2 separate regions of the Capra hircus genome follow, and region 2 is linked to region 1. Evidence: chromatin contacts called from public Hi-C data. All regions are on one chromosome and are shown on one strand. The core of a region is the stretch at or near the end of the contact, and the rest is flanking DNA. Distances in the headings are between cores, read along the strand shown.

Region 1 (6,282 bases), core at 1,284-3,783:
CTCTGTGGCCCTCTTCTGCCCTCAATCTTTCTCAGCATCAGGGTCTTCTCCAGTGAGTCAGCTCTTCACATCAGGTGGCCAAATTATTGGAGCTTCAGCATCAGTCCTTCCAGTGAATGCTCAGGGTTGATTTCCTTTAGGATTGACTGGTTTGATCTTGCAGTCCAAGCGACTCTCAAGAGTCTTCCCTAACACCACAGTTTGAAAGCATCAGTTCTTTTGTGCTCAACCTTCTCTGTAGTCAAACTCTACATGACTGTTGGAGAAACCGTAGCTTTGGCTATATGGACCTTTGTAGACAAAGTGATGTCTCTGATTTTTAATATGCTGTCTGGGTTGGTCATAACTTTTCTTCCAAGGAGCAAGCATCTTTTAATTTCATGGCTGCCATCATTGTCTGTAGTGATTTTGGAGCCCAAGAAATTAAAATCTGTCACTGTTGCTGCTTTTTCCCCATCTATTTGCCTTGAAGTGATGGGACCAGATGCCATGATCTAGTTCATTGAATGTTGAGTTTTAAGCCAGCTTTGTCACTCTCCTCTTTCAGTCTCAAGAGGCTCTTTAGTTCCTCTTCGCTTTCTGCCATTAGAGTGGTATCATCTACATAATTGAGGCTGTTCATATTTCTCCTGGCAATCTTGATTCCAGCTTGTGAGTCATCCAGCCTGGTATTTCACATGGTGTACTCTGCATATCAGCTAAATAAGCAGGGTGACAATATACAGCCTTGACGTACTCCTTTCCCAATTTGGAGCCAATCTGTTGTTCCATGTCTGGTTCTAGTTGTTGCTTCTCTCAGGGTCAGGTAAGGTGGCCTGGTATTGCCATCTCTTTAAGAATTTTCCACAGTTCGTTGTGATCTACACAATCAAAGGGTTTAGTATAGTCAATGAAGAAGAAGTAGATGTTTTTCTGGAGAAAATGTGAACCTAGTGATGCCCAGATGTGATTTTTCAAGAGAGTGAGAAATGTAGATTTTTTTCATATGCTCTGTCCCAGACTTGTTAATGCCAGCAGCCTTTTTGCACGCTGTTCCCTTGCACCGTGTAGAGACTAAAGAGAATGTGTGCCCTCCTTACTTACCTGCTCTGTGGGCCAGCAGTTTGAACCTTTGGTGTATGGAGTAGCATAAAGAAGACTGTTGTTGAGCACAAGCCATTACTCTTGTACAGATTTTTTTGTTTTCAAATTGGTAGACAATTTAGTAGGCTCCTTAATGGGCAGGGAGACAGTTTAAACTTGAATTGCTTATTGCCTTTTTAAAATAAAGTTTTTGTTTTTTTCCCCACCAAATAACCTTTTAAGAAGAAAGGTCTTGATATTGACAAGTGTTCTCAGGTGTATATATATATATATATATATTTTTTTTTTTAACGTAGTTTATGTTAGGATTGGTACCATAATTCATTTTATATAAGAAAGAGTGGAACGGGAATCAGTAGATAGATGATGGTTTCATAGCTAGTGTTGGAATTTGAGAAGGGAATTCATGCGATGAGGAAAACAAATCCAAGTGGCCAGAATTGGTTTTGTTAAACCAAGAGGAAAGACATGGCCAAGCCCATGTTTACTCTTTACTTTGTAGATTTAAACGTTGAGAAAAAAAAAACAGCTGGTCAGGGCGTTGAGTTAAAATTGCTCTAAAGGGGGGATTCTAAGAGTGCAGAAACCACAAAAGAGACTGCAGAAAACCACAGAAGTGGAACTCTTGAGTTTCCAGCAAGGCTGCATTGGAGATTTTCTTTCTCTTGCTTTTTATGTTTGTGTTGGAATAGTTCGATGCTGTGAGTGCGATACAGAGGAATTATTAAGCCCTAATTTTAGTGTCTATTCACAGGACCATAATTATCCAGAGCGAACATTAGTGTTTTGGCCAAAACTTGCGTCTTTTTCTTTCTTCCTTTCTTTCTTTCTTCTTGAGGCCCAGTCAAGCTTTATCTGAATGGCTCCGTGAGTTTGGTTGGGGGAGATAAATTGTTAACTAAGGGAGGAGGACAAAAGCAGCTTTGTGGGTGCTGTCAATTTATAAATCACACCCTCTTACAAGTGTGACACTTGGCCTTGGTGTGAAGGGTTTTATGGCTTAAGGGCCTTCTCTGATTGAGGCGGGCCTTTCACATTCAAATAGAGAGAGCCCTAGCTTTGTGAGCCCTGCACAGCGGGAAGTTTCCTGGGAGTCAGTCTGCTGGTGCCCACTGGGGCGAATCTGGAAACCTCTTTTGGGAGCCACTTTAGCGAGCTATGAGGAGAATGTGGGCAGCCTGGCAGGCCCTGGGTGGCCTCTGCGTACCATTCTGCGGGCTCTTCAGGCACACAGCTCTTTGTGTAGCCTCTTCCTCCACAGGGCCCAATTTGAAGGTATCAAAATATTCCCCAGCTGACATTGTTAGTCAGCTGTTTCACGGGGACAATTCAGGCTTGGATTCCAGCCCTGAGCCGTGAAGGTCGTGAGGCATGCAGGGCATTCCTCATGACAATCTCCGGGATTCCAAACCTTGTCTTTGTGTGGCTGCCCCGGGAGCTGCAGAAGGCTGGGGCCAGGCTGGGGCTCGGCCACCTTGCGAGAATGTGCTGTCTCCATTTTGTCAGTGACTGCTCCACAGTTCCGAAGTTTTCCTCCAATTCAAAAATCCCTGGGTTTAGATTCTGCCCTTTCAACTAGTTGGGCTATGCTCAGCCTTGCAGGATGGGGGTGGGGAAGCAGCCACTTCCTGTTTCCTGTGAAAGGCTTCTGGTGAGGGTTCCCTTCCCCTCCCCCCTTTCCTTAGGTTCAACCCTATGTTGTACACCCACTTGTGCTTGAAGGTACACATTGTGCTCCGAAATTAGAAACGTTAAAAAACAAAGAGGAAAAACAGAGCTGTGGTTTTCACACCGTCTAGGAAGATGCTTGGCCAGGCCTTTCTAGCACCTGTGCGAAGGTGAGAACTACAGTGGCGGGCAGATGCCCAGCCCAGAGACTGGTGCTCAGGACACTGTGTGCTTCCTTTGGTGCCCAGGAGGAGTCATCAGAGAGATTTCCCCAGAAACAGGTCTTGGGCACAGGCGTGAAGTGGGTACCATATACAGCACGTAAAGGAGATGGCAGCGGTTTTATGACGAGGAAGTGTCTGGAAAGGTTTCCCTGAGGAAGAGTTGTCAGAGTTGAAATGTGAAGAACAGTCTTGCAAGCACCCAAGCCAGGATCAGCAGCCAGTCACAGGAAACAGGGTCAAGAAAAAGCTCAGATGTTGAGACAGAACGACTCTGACTTCCCTGGCTCCAAACAGCCAGTTCTTTCTGTATCTGTGAGTTACAAAATGCCTACTGTGTACAAGGCACTGCATCGGGTGCAGGGAAGTACGTTAGTTGTCTTATCTCCATTTACAGCAGACCCTGAAGCCCAGAGAAGTTAAGGGACCTGCCTGAGATCACACAGCTGTGTCAGAGGAAGGACTGGGTGGGCTTCCCTGGTGGCTCAGATGGTAAAGAATCTGCCTACACTGCAGGAGACCTGAGTTCGATTCCTGGGTCAAGACCCCCTGGAGAAGGGAATGGCAACTCACTCCAGTATTCTTGCCTGGAGACTCCCATAGACAGAGGAGCCTGGCGGCTACAGTCCATGGGGTCACAATGAGTCAGACATGACTGAGAGGCTGACACAGGGAGGGGAGAACACGGGGGGTGGCCGAGGGTGCAGGGGCGCTTTATCACCACAAGGCGCAGCCCCTTGGAGTTTCCAGGATGACTTGAAGTTGGGTGAGGATGCCAGGCTGAAGTGTGTGAAAATCAGGGTCACTTCTGAAAACTTTCAGGATGAATGACCACCAGTGTGCTCCCATGTTGCTGCCCATGTTTCTTTATTGTTAGGGGGCTGCCGGACAGGAGTGGATAGATTCTTGGGGGTGGATACTCTCTGTGATAGCTTTTTAAAGATTAAACATAAAGATTTGCTTCTGACATGCTAAGAAATAGACTTAATTTTACCCCTTCTGAAGTAGTGGGTGACTAATTTTGGCCCTGGAAGTCCCTTTTTCATGAATTAGTTGTGAAATTCCACAGTTGAAGAGTGATTCATTGCTTTGATTTCTCCTTTATGAGCCATTTATTTGTTGACAACTCGCATCCTCCTCTCAGCCCCATCTTTACAGCAACATTCCTGGTGGCTGGCTAGTGGCTCCACCTCTCCTCTGGCACGTTGATGGCAGCACCCGTTGCCCCTCAGATGACTTGGCAGTGCCTCCCTCGTTCACGCAAACTCCATTCAACCTGGGCTGGGGAGTTTGGTTCCCAGCTGTGTTCCTAGTGCAGTGCCCACACATGCGTGTTCAGGACATGTGTGTTCAGTGTACAGGAAGCATAAGATGACCCAACTTGGGAGATTATTGTTGTTGTAAAAAGGATTTGTTCATCAGTTAGAAAGGATTTAACTTTCTTTGTGATTGAATAAATTGATTAGTGTTATAGTATGTTAGTTCTCATAGTTGAGCTTATTTGAACTGAGCTGAGAACAGACTTTTAAAGAAGATGAGGTTCTTGGTGAAGAATGTGTAGAAGTCTGTTATTGAGTTGTTGCCTGGACCAGAACCTGCAGGCCAGAGAGGTTCAAAACTCCCTGTCAGAGTGACTTGGTATGTTTGTGGTTGGGGGCAGGCAGGGAGGGGGCAGGGTGTACATTGCAGAGGACTTGGTGGGAAGCTGATGGCAGGTTTCCCAGGTAGAAGAGTTTTGGAGCGGGTGCTGCTGGTGCCTTGTCTCATCGGAGAGAAGTTTCTCGGTTCTATGGATGAGGAATAGAAGTCCCTGCCAGCATCACAGCACAGTGTGTGTGTGTGATATTTGAGACACAAAAATCATGTGACATCAGTGCAAGTCATAAAACACAACACTCAAGCAAACACTGTCCACCTTAATAAGCGGAAGGTCTCCAGGACGCTTGCACCGATCTGCGTGTTCTTTCTCTGTCTCCTCAGGTCTGCTGGCACACTTTTGAGGATTTACTAAGGTGTCCAGAGAGTGGATATAGGCCGGCTTGGCATGGTGTTTTCATCATGTGTTTGTAATCTCAACAATGGAATAATGCTTACTAGGTGATGTTGTAGGGTAGAAATTAAGAATGTAGAGAGAAACCACCATGAAACCACCACCCAGTTTAAAGCAGAAAACACTATTGGGTGGTTGCGGCCACTTGGATGCCCCTCGCCCACATGAGTAACCACTGTCCTCAGTCATGTTTCTCATTCCCATGCATTTCTTCTTCCTGCTCGACTATGTTTCCAAGCAATACAGAATTGTTTGGCGTGCTTTTTAATTTCTTAAAAATTGGTTTCACATGCTTTTTTGTTCTTGTTGTTCATAGATACTCCCTTTATTAAATGTCTGGTGGCTTGTACCATCCAGAAAATACAATCTTAACAATTCTCTGTGGGAAATTCACCTTTTATTTTTTTAGTTTTTTATTCTTAATTGCAGTAGATTTACAATATTATACTATCAGGTGTACAGCACAGTGATTCAGTATTTTACATATTATACTCTACCAAATGTTATTATACAATAATGGCTGTAATTCTTTATCTGATACAATATAAACTTGCTGCTGTTTTATAAATAGGAGTTTTTCATCTCTTAATCCTATACACATAATTTGTCCCATCACACTTCTGTCTCTCCTATATCTGTGTAGTTGCTAAGTCATGTCCAGCTCTTTGAGACCCCATGGACTGTAGTCTGCCAGGCTCCCCTGTCCACGGGATTCTCCAGGCAAGAATACTGGAGTGGGTTGCCATTTCCTCCTCCATTCCACATGCTTTTTAAGAGCAGCTTTGTGAGGCCATCTGTGTTTGTGTGTAGGTCTGGAGCTTTTGTCCATTATGGTAGCCACCAGCCGCGTGTGGCCATTCAAATTAAAATTAATAAAATTTAATTTAAAAATTTAGTTCTGCAGTCTCACTAGCCACATTTCACATGCTCAGTAACCACACACGGCCTGTGGCATCCATATTGCAAAGCACCCATATACAGAGTGTTTTTGTCATCATTGCAAGTTCTCCTGGACAACAGTCATTGCAAGACAGTTTTATCGGTGGGTTTTTTGTTTATTTGTTTTGACCACAGAGTATTTGTTGTGTGAAAACATTACTATTTATTCTCCTGTTAATAGGCATTTAGCTATGTAAGTTTTTGCCGTTACAAATTGTGTTGCAGTCAGTGTTACGTGCGTGCATAGATAATCTCTTTGGGTAGGTGTGTGATTTCTCTAGGGCATAGGAGAATTAGAATGTGCACACCTTCAACTTCACC
Region 2 (5,587 bases), core at 491-2,990, 72 kb after region 1:
GTAGGGTTCAGTTCCTGGTCGGGGACCTAAATTCCAACCCCCTGCCAAAAAAACTCATTCATTAAACAAATAGGTTTTGAGGGACTCTTATGTATGACGCACTGTTGGAGGTACTGCGGACATAACACAGACAATATAGTTGAGAAAAAGTCAGTAAACAGTCAATCCTACAGGAAATCAACCTTCAGTATTCACTGGAAGGATTGATGCTGAAGCTGAAGCGCCAACTCTTTGGCCACCTGATGCAAGGAACTGACTCACTGGAAAAAAAACCCTGATGCTGGGAAAGATTGGAGGCAGAAGGAGAAGAAGGTGACAGAGGATGAGATGGTTGGATGGCATCAGTGATTCAACAGATATGAGTTTCAGCAAACTCCAGGAGACAGTGAAGGACAGGGAAGCCTGGAGTGCTGCAGTCCACGGAGTTGAAGAGTCGGACATGACTTAAGAGGCCGAACAGCAAGAGAATAAAGTGAAACACGGTAGTTTAGAGGGTAAACAGTAAGATGGAGACATAAAACTGAAAGAGAAAAGCATGGGAGGTTTCGAAATTTTCAAACGAGTGGTTTCAAGGAAGACCTCAAAGAGGCAAAACTGAATACATGATTGAAGCCGGTGATGCAGTGATTTTGGTAGGCATTTGAAAAATTTTTACTTATCTATTTATTTCTGTGTCTGTGCCTTGAGGCTTGTGGGATCTTAGTTTCTGATCAGAGATTGAACGTGGGCCCCATCTGTGAAAGCACCCAGCCCTACCCACTGGCCCACCAGGGAATTCTTGGGGGATTTTAAGAGAATTAAATTGTATGTGTAGAGAAGGTCTCTGAAAGGCTGTTAATGATAACCATATAGGGGCAGTGCATTGCCAGGTATTTTCCCTTCCCATGTTTTAGACCACAAACTAAATTCATCAGCAATCTCAGGAAATCTGGTCTGCTCACTTACAACTGTCATCACCTCCTGTAAGGGTGTTCCATAGCATTTATCGTCACTTGTAACAATAGGTAAATTATGTCTAAGCTTTGTTTAATGTATGTAACCCTCTTGACTCTGTAGAAAACCCAGTAGATCCTCCTCTGAGCATCTTCCAGTTCCCTAGAAGCACCAGTTCACTCACCACAGGGCCTTTGCACAGGCTGTGTCACCTGCCTGGACAGCCACCCCCTCTCAGTCTAGCCTCATCTCTCTCACAAGAATCCCCACAGTTCTGTTTTCTGTCATTTCACATGTACTTGTGCCTTCCCTCAAGAGTCCAGGGATGCGGTCTGCCTTGTTCATCACCTTAACCCCCACTTCCCTATCCCCCCAGAACAGAGCTGGCACTCAATGCTGATTCAGAGGAAGAAGAGATTCTTTCCATTGAAAACTGTGAGCTCCTACAACTAACTATAAAGTTTCACTGGCAGGAGGGTGGGGGACTCCCGCCCACCTCCCAGCACAAGCTGGCAGGTCAGGCTTCCAAGAGTCAGTCCAGCGCCCGGCACCTACTTGTAGGAACCAGGAAAGAGGAGACGCAAATGGAGACCAGAGAGAGGATGGTGTTTCCTTTCCCTGGAAGGAGGTCATTCAGGTAGATGACAGTAGAACAAGCTTGCAGAACACTCCGTGCGCCCGCTCAACCCACTCCCGCCTCCACCCGGCGTGGGGGGTTGGGAGGATGGGGGTGTTGGCGGGGAGGAGCGCCGCGCCTTTAAGGTTCCCGGAAACAGGCCTGCAAGACCGGAAGTAACCCGCTTTAGTTCCCTTCTTCACGTGGTGCAGGCCGGAAGTGACGCGCGTGGCCCGGGAGCTGCAGACGCGGAGGCCGACGGAGCCGGAGTCGCGGACGCCGCGGGGTCTCCGGGACAGGTGACCGGGGGAGGGGGCCGGGAGCGCGCCCGGAGAGGGCGGGGCCTGACGCCCCACGTGGGGGGAGCGGGCGCCGGCGCTGGCAGGGTAGCCCGCCGCCCGCGGGGGCGGGGTCAGAGTACTCCGCGGGGGGCGGGGACTGGACGCCCACATGGGAAGCTAGAAGGGTGCTGAGGGGGCGGGCCGTCGGCGGGGCAGGGCCTGGGTGGGCCGGGCTCCGGACGCATCCGGAGCTTTGGTGGGCAGCTGGGGAGGGCCCGAAAAAAGTTATGCTGGGGCTGGGGGCGGGGCCAAATATTACCCTGAGGACTAGGGGCGGGGCCGGAAAGTTTCGCGTGTCCTGGAAGTGGGTCCAGGAAGTCAGGGGCGGGGCCAGGGGCTGACCTGAGGGTCGGGGCGGGGCCAGGCGCCGGTAGGGCGGAGCCAAAAAGTTTCGCAGGAATCGGGCCGCTAAACCAGAATTTAGGGGCTCTAGGTACGGGACCAGACACTGACGGGCGGGGCGGGGGCGGAGCCAGGGGCGTGACCAGAGGCTGGGCTTAGCAAATCGGAGGCGGGGCCAAAGTGTTGGCTGGTGAGCCGGGGGCGGGACCGGTGCCAGAAGGCGAGGAGGAGGGGGCGGGCTTAGGCTGCTGCCTGGGGCTCCTGTGGGCGGGGCCAGGAAGTTGGCCGGGGCCGTCGGACGCCGGAAGGGGGTGGGGTTAGTGACGCGCGTGTGGGCGGGGTCAGAGGTTTGGCGGGAAAGGCGGGGCCGGAAAGTTTGCCTCTCTTCGGGGCTGGGCTGTGGCGTTCCGGACCGGGTGGAGGCTGGAGCCTTTCCCTAGAAAGCCGCGTGAGGGCGGGGCGGTTTTGTCTGCGCCTGGGCGGGGAGGCTCTTCACCCAGGAGGCCAAACCAGACCCGGGAAGCCTGGGTCTGTTGGAGGAATCTTTGTTGGGGTGCTGGGGGCGGGGCTTTAATATCCCTGAGGGTAGGGGCAACGAATAGGAATGGGGCTCGGACTATTTTTTGAGTGTTGGGTTATAAGACGTCGCTGAAATTCCTGGGGAAGTGTTAGGTGTAGATTATTAAACGGGATGTAAGCAGCACCAGATTGAGCAGGGGGAGTCGGACTTTATTGCGCAGGTCGTGGGAGAGGCTCATCCTAAAGTTCTCTTGGGGTAGAGGCCTGGGTTTTAAACTCCCAGCACAGGGGTGTGGAGACTGAACTAGGATTTTCATTTTAAAGGGAGCAGTGTGGGGTGTTTCCCTAAGTGGTGGGGCGGGCCCAGAACTTTCCCAGGGTGTGTGTGACTACATTGTTTACAGAAGAATAGATGGGTCCAAAACCCTCTTGAGAGTACTGAGTCTAAACTTTTCTTGGTAGGGGGTGGACTAGAAGAGGGGCTTCAAGAAGAGAGACTGGGCGAGAATTCCTTTGGAGTGAGTGTGTGTGTGTGTGTGTGTGTGTGTGTGTGTTGGAGTGAAGGGGTGTGTGTGCACGTTTGAGGAGCCCCCAGTCTGGAACAGGAAGAGACAGATTGAGTGGCGCCATTGGCCTTAGTGCTTCTGTTCCCTCTGCCCTCAGGAGCCCCCAGTGCTGTGTCCAGATTCTGCAGGGGAGGTTTGCTGGGACCGAGGCCCCACTCTGCCAGTGGAATGGTGAGAAGAAAAGTGGGGTCTTTGAGATCTGAGCTTTGGGGCAGGGGGCTTGGGAGGAGAGGTTCTCGGCCCGCAGACCCTGGGGCAGGTAGAGGTTTCCAGCCTCTTAACTGTCCGCCCCTCTCAGTCAGCCACACTGGATCTGAAATCGAAGGAGGAGAAGGATGCTGAGCTGGACAAGAGGATCGAGGCTCTTCGGCGGAAGAATGAGGCCCTCATCCGGCGCTACCAGGTGCCCTAGCCCCACCCTGGGAGACCCCATCCCCTCTCCTCCCCGCAGTGAGTTTCCCTCACCTCTCCTTCCTTAAAACCTTTTCATGACTCCTCATCACTGTCAGGGTAAAAGCCGAGGGTCTTAGCCTGGGATTCCTCCTTTCATTCCATCATTGGTTTGTTCTTCACAAGTATTCATCAGGGCCCATTGCTTAGTGGCACTGGGGCGGCAGCGGTGATGGAGGGGACCCCGGGCCTGCCTTTCCAGGGCTCACAGGCCAGTAGGGGCCCAGCCATGGCTTCAGTCAGTGATGAGCAAGTGGGCCAGCCTGGGATGGAGGAGCTCAGGGTTCTGTGAGAGCCCAGGTGGGGCTCTTCACCCAGCCTGGGGGATATTAAGGAGGACTTCCTGGAGGAGGGGATTCTGAGACTCGAAAGGTGAGTAGATGTTAGCCGGTCTTTTTTTTTTTGCTGCACCGCATGTCTTGTGGGGGTCTTAGTTCCCTGACTAGGGACTGAACCCAGGCCCATGGAAGTGGAGCAGGGGCTCCTAACCACTAGACCAGCAGGGAAGTCCCAGCTAGCTGAAAAGGAGAGCAGAACACTCCGCACAGAGGGGACAGTTTGTGCAGAAACTTGGAGCTTAAAGTTGGAGGGTCAGATGGAGGATATTGACCTGCAGAGACCCGCTGGGGCCTGGCCGTGCAGGCCATAAGGCTAAGAGTTTGGACTTTTCCCTAAGGACACTGGGGAGCCATCGAGGGCTTTGAGTGGAAGTGGGGCCAGGTCAGGATAGGTTTGTAGGACGACTCCTTTGGTTGCTGTGTGGTGGAAGATGGGAGGAGAGGACACTGGAGACAGGATACTGGGGCAGGGACTTCGCAGGGGGCGAGGGGTGGGGGGCCGTAGGGAGAGGAGGTGCCTGGCCTGGGACAGGGCTGTTGGGAGGGACTCAGTGACTGATGGGCGGTGGCAGGAGGTGAGGAGAGGATCCAGGATGAGGCCCAGGTCCCTGTCACAGGTGCCAGAGTAGGTGTTGGGGCTGTCCCTGAGATAGGAGGAGGAGTAGGTTTCATCTGTTCATTCTTCATGAATTCATTCATTTAAAAAAAAAAAAAAGGATGTTGAGCCTCTGTTGTGTGCCAGGCAGTGTTCCAGGCTTGGGATATATATCAGTGAACAAAGCAGACAGATATCCCTGACCCAGAGTAGACTGTGTTATGGGGAGGAACCAGATAAGAAGCAAAATAGACATAATATCCTGTTGTGGAAGGGGCGGGGGGAGGGTGGGGTGGTGCGTGGAGAGTGGCAGGCGAGCTGGTCAGGGAAGGCCTTCCTGAGAACGGGACCTTTGAGCAGAGGCCTGCAGGAGGTGGGGGACTGGAGAATCTATGGAGAAGGGGCATTTCTGGCAAAGGGAGCAGCAGGTGCAAAGGCCCTGAGGCAGGTTTGAACCTGGTATGTTCCAGGTACAGTGAGAGGGTCACAGTGAGCGAGAGGAGAGAGTGGGAGGTGAGGATGGGATGGTAACGAGACCGCACCCTGTGGAGCCCCATTGGCTGTGGGGGAGCCTTTGACTCTGGCTCAGAGGGTCTGAGCAGGGGAACCGCCTGGTGCACTTAGAGGGAAGAAGTGACCGGGTTTCTTGTCTAGAGCTCCAGACAGAGGTCTGCGCTGGGGCCGACTTGGGGATATTCAGGGGATTGTGGGCATCTGGCCGGTACACAGGACCCCTGATGGCTGCTCTCTCTGATCTCCCAGGAGATTGAGGAGGATCGGAAGAAAGCTGAACTGGAGGGAGTAGCAGTGACAGGTCCCCGGAAGGGCCGCTCGGTGGAGAAGGAGAATGTGGCAGTGGTGAGCTCCACGCCAGGGTGGGCCTCGCG

The links. A called contact is a pair of places that touch in the nucleus more often than the background predicts.
Region 2: a Hi-C map of blood shows a contact between it and region 1, with 3 times the contacts expected there. The contact joins the promoter of CCDC9 here to the enhancer-like site in region 1. A contact is called at or near these places in 3 of 5 Hi-C or Micro-C datasets (blood and liver).

Annotation. Positions count from the first base shown.
Region 1 is chr18:55,226,113-55,232,394 of ARS1.2, forward strand. The region is part of intron 5 of SAE1 (SUMO-activating enzyme subunit 1); the gene reads left to right. Among named protein-coding and RNA genes, the nearest start is that of SAE1, 25 kb to the left of the region's middle. Within about 2 kb of position 2,534, at least 2 of the 5 cell types and tissues checked have an H3K27ac peak or open chromatin away from gene starts, as enhancers often do.
Region 2 is chr18:55,299,155-55,304,741 of ARS1.2, forward strand. It overlaps CCDC9 (coiled-coil domain-containing protein 9), which reads left to right and starts at 1,741. Exons shown (of 12, transcript XM_018062666.1): 1 at 1,741-1,848; 2 at 3,415-3,488; 3 at 3,616-3,720; 4 at 5,463-5,558. The coding sequence starts at 3,486.